2 separate regions of the Sus scrofa genome follow, and region 1 is linked to region 2. Evidence: chromatin contacts called from public HiChIP or PLAC-seq data. All regions are on one chromosome and are shown on one strand. The core of a region is the stretch at or near the end of the contact, and the rest is flanking DNA. Distances in the headings are between cores, read along the strand shown. Region 1 overlaps SLC26A8 (testis anion transporter 1). Region 2 overlaps FKBP5 (FK506 binding protein 5).

Region 1 (3,238 bases), core at 488-2,987, 280 kb before region 2:
GGGTAAGCCCATGGAACAAGTCAGGTTCAGAAGGCAGAGAAACAGTGAGAGACCTCAAAGATAAGCGAAGGCCACAGAAGCACCACAGGAAGGTATCACCACTGTCAAAAAGTAAAGTGTCGGGAGTTCCCGTCATGGCTCAGTGATAATGAACCCAACTAGTACCCATGAGGACTTGTGTTCAATCCCTGGCCTTGCTCAGTGGGCTAAGGATCCGGCATTGCCCTTAGCTGTGGTGTAGCTTGCAGATGCAGCTTGGATCTGGTATTGCTGTGGCTGTGGTGTAGGCCGGCATCTGTAGCTCTGAATCGACCCCTAGCCTGGGAACTTCCATATGCTCCAGGTTCAGCCCTAAAAAGCAAAATTAAAAAAAAAAAAATCAAAAACAGAAAGTAAGAGTTCCCGTTATGGTGCAGCGGAAACGAATCTAACTAGGAACCATGAGGTTTTGGGTTCAATATCTGGCCTTGCTCAGTGGGCTAAGGATCTGGCATTGCCCTGAGCTGTGGTGTAGGTCGCAGACGTGGCTCAGATCTGGCAATGCTGTGGTCGTGGCTGTGGCTGGCAGCAACAGCTCCAGTTAGACCCCTAGCCTAGAAACCTCTATATGCCTCAGGTGCGGCCCTAAAAGGACAAAAGACAAAACGAACAAACAAAAAACATGGAAAGTAAAGTGTCATGGAATTCCCTGGGGGCCTAGAGGTTAAGGATCCAGCATTGCCACTGCTGTGGCTCTAGCTTGATCCCTGGCCAATGGGTGCAGCAAAACAAACAAACAAACAAAAAAACAGTAAAGTGTCAGAAGAATGGACACTAAACTTGAATGAAGAAGGGAGGGAGGAGGGACTGGGAGGGACTGGGAGTTTGGGGTTAGTAGATGCAAACTATTACATTTAGAATGAATAAGCAGTGAGGTCCTGCTATATAGCACAGGGAACTATATCCAATCTCCTGGGATAGACCATGATGAAAAAGAAAATTTTAGAAAATGTGTAAAAAAAACTTGAGGCGTTCCCATCTTGGCTCAGCAGTAATGACTGCTCAGTAGGTTAAGGATCCGGTGTTGCCGTGAGCTGCAGTGTAGATAGGATCTGGAGTTGCTGTGGCTGTGGTGTAGGCCAGCAGCTACAGCTCTGATGTCGCCCCCTGGCCTGGGAACTTCATATACTTCTAGGATGGCCCTTAAAAAACAAACAAACAAAAACTTGAATACGGAAAGATAAGGTGTTAAAACTCCTGGGTAAATATAAGTGAAATACATTAGGCGAGAGCTAATAGAGGTCAGAATATTAGGCAGGGTGAGAGCATGGGTCTAGAGTAAGACCATGGGTCTAGAGTAAGACCATATCGTATCATTTTATGTGAACTGAGTTTTGTTGTCATAGAGCTTCTGCCAGACACTCTTTGACTTTTAAGATGTAGCTCTTTTGTACTATGTGGCAAAAAGAAGGAAGATGAGCTATATTAAAAGAAAGATGTTCTATGCAAGTGTGAAGAAACTCTGAAATCAAAATGTGATTTTTGTGGTAAGAAGAAATGTGATAAGAACTATTCCAGACACTAGTTCCCACTAACTTTTGACAACATACTTTATTTAGTATATAAGCTTGACAAATCTGGGGAGAAAAGATACACAAGGTTGGGAGTTCCCCTGGCTTCATTCAGTGGGTTAAGGATACGGCATTGCCACAAGCTGTGGCATAGGTCACAGATATGACTCAGATCTGGTGTTGCTGTGACTGTGGTGTAGCTCTGGAGCTGCAATTCTTGTTTGACCCCTAGCCTGGGAACTTCCATATGCCATGGGTGCAGCCATCAAAACAAAACAAAACAAAACGAGTTATTATTATTGTAATTTTTTTTTTTTTTGGTCTTTTTGCTATTTCTTTTGCTATTTCCCACGACGGGAACTCCCAAAACAAGTTATTATTAAAAAAAAAAAAAAAAAAAAAGACAGAGAGAGAGGAGTTCCCATTGTCACTCAGTGGTTAACTAACCTGACTAGCATCCATGAGGATGCGGGTTCAATCCCTGGCCTCACTCAGTGGGTTAACAATCCAGCGGTGTCATGAGCTGTAGTGAAGGTCAAAGACTCGGCTTGAATCCTGCATTACTGTGACTGAGGTGTAGGCTGGTGGCTACAGCTGTGATTGGACCCCTAGCTGCAGGCATGGCCCTAAAAAGACATAAATAAATAAATAGGAAAGAAAAGAGAATAAATAAATTATAAAAGAAAGAGGAGTTCCCTGGTAGCTCAGCAGGTTAAAGATCTGGTGTTGTCACTGCCATGCCTCAGATCACTGCTGTGGCGCAGTTCGATTTCCGCCCTGGGAATGTTCGATTTCCGGCCTGGCATGGCCCAAAAAATAAAAACTAAAAGAAAGAAATGAGTTGTGTTCTTTTTAAAGGAAGTAGATAGGGCAGTAGAGAGAGCCTGGATTTTGGAGTCAACCAGTCAAGTGGATTTAAACCTGACTCAGTGGTTCCTAGATGTGACCTTGAGCAGGTTACTTTCACTTTCTGAGGCTCTAGTACTCATCTGTAAAATGGGTATAAGGATAACCTCTTTTTTTTGGCCACACCTGTGGCATATGGAAGTTCCCAGGCTAGGGATTGAATCTGAGCTGCAGCTGTGACCTATGCCACAGCAATGGCAGATCTTTAACCCACTTCGCCAGGCTGGTGATTGAGTCTGTGCCTCAGCAGCAACCCAAGCTGCTGCAGAGACAACACCTAATCCTTAAAACCTGCTGTGCCACAGGATAACCTTTCAGTTGTGAGAATTAAACTGGATGATAATAGGGCCCATCATAGTGCCTGTCACTTAAGATGTTCAAAAATCAGAGCTTCTACCCAGGTTCCTAGTGCCCCTGCTGGTGCTTGGTTATCTACTCTCCACTACTTGTGGAGCAGTTGGTGTCTGAGAGTCTGCATGTTGACAGTGCCTGTGGTTTACAGGAACTCACATTGCCCTGAACCCCCAGAAAGAAGGTAGAGTCATAGCGGTTAACCAACCCGACTAGGATCCATGAGGATGCAGGTTCGATCCCTGGCCTCACTCAGTGGGTAAGGATTTGGCATTGCTGTGAGCTGTGGTGTAGGTCGCAGACATGGCTTGGATCCTGCGTTGTCGTGGCTGTGGTGTAAGCTGGCAGCTACAGCTCCGATTTGACCTCTAGCCTGGGAACTTCCATATGCTGCAGGTGCTGCCCTAAAAAACAAAAAACCAAAAAACCAA
Region 2 (3,202 bases), core at 345-2,844:
AGGCTAAAGTTAGTTACTCCCCCTATTCTGTATATGAAGAAACTGAGCTTCAGATAATTTAAAAGACCTTGCCCAAAGCCACAATTGTTTAGTGACAGAAGGGACTGGAATCCAGGTCTGACTGCAGTGCTATCCTGCTGCAGAGTGTGAGGGTTTGTGTTGGTGTAGTCTATTGTCCTGTGTATGCTTCCTGTCTAGACTAAGATACACAATCGTTTGCATCAGGGCTACTCTGCTCAAGTAGCCAAGTTCACGCCTGCTCTCAGTCGGCAACCATCATCCCTCGGCACCGTAAGCAGCCCTGCCGTGGCATCTGTTCATCAGAGTACAAAATGCAGAGGCGGACAGTCGCGGGGAGGGAGTGGGGGGGCGGGAATTGACCTCTGTGGCTGAGGGGAACAGTTTCTCTTCTAATCAGTGATTAATATGCCTCTTCTGACTTTAGAAATCCACCTCTGCCTCTTCATTTGCCTTTTCTAGGGGTCGGTAGGATCCCACTCACTGTCTCTTGGATGCTCCGCTCTGTTAGATAGCAGATGCAGGCAGAGAGACTCTCCCTTGGCATATGAATCAGGCAGCAGAGAAAACCGTTGCCGAGTAGGAGTAACCTGTCACAACCTGGTTTTCTCTGTTAAATGGCCAGTCTTGTCCAGTAGTAATGCCATTACAACATTCCCATTCAGATCCCCATGACCCAGTAATTGTTTTGGAAATGAGTGCAAAGCTATCAGACTACTATAATTAGAAAAGAGAAAAACAGACACTTACCAGAGTAACGTCTTTAGGCTGGAGCATTTACAGCAATTTTTTTTCTCAGTTTTGCTTCCTAAAATACACATTATACAGTTTTTTGGTTCCTGCATTCCAGTTTTGTTTTGTTTTTTTTTTTTCCCTTACTGCAGTGCACTCCCCCCCCCATCTTAATCGGAGTACAAATTGCTGTCAGCACATCGAGTTCATGTGCCAGCCACATTCAGAACAGGGTGTTCTGTGCTCTTCAAAACAAAATTGCTCTAGGGCAGTAAGAGAACAATAAGTCAGAGCTCCAGTTTAAGTGATGTTTTGCAGCAGCCTGGGTTCACTTGATGTGGTTACTCTCGGATTGCGCAGCAAAACTGGGGTAATTTGGTTTGGTTTGACTCGGTGGGGTTTGGAGGACCTCCTCCCTTTAAGTTATGTAGACTTTAAGTCAAGAGAAAATGTCCCTTTTTAACTTGTATGTTTCTTTCTGTCCCCAAAAAGCCTTAAGTAGAAGCATCCTGTATGTACTTTTATTCTCTTCGGGCACGTCATAGATCAGTTACTTCCCGTAAATCATGCTGGTTGGAATTAGCAACAGACCTCCTGAGCCCTAGAGGCCGAGCTCCCAGTGAGTCATGATGGTTATTGTTAAATATTTATTAAGTGAGTATTTGCACTAAGAGATACAAGGTCAAAAGCAACCACAGGTCTTCCACAGCCAGAGCTGCCACAGTTTTCTTTTGTGGCAACTGTTGAGACAGTTTTTTTTAAAAAGCTAGGTCTACAGGAGCTGGGCGTGTCTGCATCTGTCACCATGATGGGGGCCTGCTGTCGCAGTGGCAGTAGCAGGCATTTCTGTAGCCCCAAGGTGGGGTGTGAGTTCTTGTCAGCAGTCTTGTAGAACTTGTCACACCAGTGTTCCAAGTTTAGAAATTGGAGCCACAGCCGCTGCTGCTTGTAGGGAGATGTAAAGAATCGATGGACTGTCCACACCCTGAGCTGTGGTACCTCCTCTTGCTCGGATAATGTCAGTATTGACAGGGGGCGGTTTACATGTATAGACGGCTGTGCACCTATGTGCACATACATCTCATTACATCAATTTAAGATTTTATGGTACTGTAGGTGGTGCTTGTCCAGGTCCAGCTTAAAAGAGTTAGATTTAGTAGAAAAAAATTAAAAGATTTGTTCCTATGTAAGGTAGTAAGTATAGCCTTATTGCATGTATTTACCTTCTAGGTGGCCACAAACATTGGTTCTGTCATTTATTGTCTCTTAGACCAGCTACAGTGAACCTTTTTGCTTTGTTAATTATGACTCCATTATAATTTGGGAACTTTTTTTTTTTTTTTTTTTTTTTGCTCATGTGCTTGCCTCACTTATCTTTCCCAACATGTTTATTAGTAGCCAACCTGTTCTTTCTCTAATATGAAGGGTTATCACATGTAAAGAGAACTTGTGAAATTATTTATGTAATCTTAATATCAAGTACATGCATCGAGCTGAAAGCCAGCCTAGGAAACTGACACACAAGCAGGAATCCTTTGCAGAGTCTCTGGATTTCCTGTTTTGAAAACACACTCAAACTTGATCAACCAAAAACCACAACGAATGTACTGATAGTTTCCTCCCCCACTAAATGTACTCTCCTTCAGGGAGGAAAATGCTTCTAACAATAAACCTCACATAAAAAGATCTGTCATCTAAGTTGTGAGCTACTAGGATAATAAATCTCAATACTTGCAATATTTTACAATGTGTGGGCTGAAATTCACTTTGCTCAGCAAATCTTTTTTCATGAAAAGTGTCATCATGTTAATCTAAATTAAATTCCCTGGGCAGATTTTAAAATATATGAGAACACAAACTTTTCATAACTCACAAAATTCTTCAGAAACATGAGCATTTACTCTAGTAAAAATATCTTAAGCCTTGGATTCCCTCAGAACCTCTCTAGCATGTATTTGAAAATAATAAAGTTGAATTTTTTTTTTTTTTTTTGTCTTTTTAGGGCTGTACCCGCGCCATATGGAGGTTCCCAGGCCAGGGGTCTAATCGGAGCTGTAGCCGTCAGCCTATGCCACAGCCACAGCAATGCCAGATCTGAGCCGCGTCTGCAAGCTACACCACAGCTCACGGCAACGCCAGATCCTTAACCCACTGAGCGAGGCCAGGGTTTGAACCCTCAACCTCATGGTTCCTAGTCGGATTCATTTCCACTGTGCCACGATGGGAACTCCAGAAAATAATAAAGTTAAATTTATTTTGAAACTAATTTCCAATCAAAGGAACTCTCATTGTGCTGTGAGCTCCGTTGTGTTTTATCTAGAACATTCCCAAAGTGAATGAAATAGGGTCATCTGCATTCGTGAGCATGGTCCCTGAACAAAATTCCTGTGTGTTGGCTCCACCCTGACAGTCAGCCTAGCCCTTGGCCTGCTCAGAGCGTTTGACTCGAGAG

What was found. HiChIP or PLAC-seq counts read pairs in DNA pulled down with a chosen protein or histone mark.
Region 1: an H3K27ac HiChIP or PLAC-seq map of alveolar macrophages shows a contact between it and region 2. The contact joins two enhancer-like sites. A contact is called at or near these places in 2 of 47 Hi-C or Micro-C datasets (embryonic fibroblasts and epiblast stem cells) and 1 of 2 datasets of contacts at active chromatin or transcription factors (alveolar macrophages).

The regions. Positions count from the first base shown.
Region 1 is chr7:31,743,795-31,747,032 of Sscrofa11.1, reverse strand. The region is part of intron 11 of SLC26A8 (testis anion transporter 1); the gene reads left to right. Among named protein-coding and RNA genes, the nearest start is that of SRPK1, 44 kb to the right of the region's middle. Within about 2 kb of position 1,737, at least 1 of the 83 cell types and tissues checked has an H3K27ac peak or open chromatin away from gene starts, as enhancers often do. A contact at or near this core is called in alveolar macrophages, where this site is marked.
Region 2 is chr7:31,465,578-31,468,779 of Sscrofa11.1, reverse strand. All of the region lies in intron 6 of FKBP5 (FK506 binding protein 5), which reads left to right. LOC110261510 (a long non-coding RNA gene) reads right to left here. Exons shown (of 3, transcript XR_002345681.1): 2 at 769-826. Among named protein-coding and RNA genes, the nearest start is that of FKBP5, 83 kb to the left of the region's middle. Within about 2 kb of position 1,594, at least 49 of the 83 cell types and tissues checked have an H3K27ac peak or open chromatin away from gene starts, as enhancers often do. A contact at or near this core is called in alveolar macrophages, where this site is marked.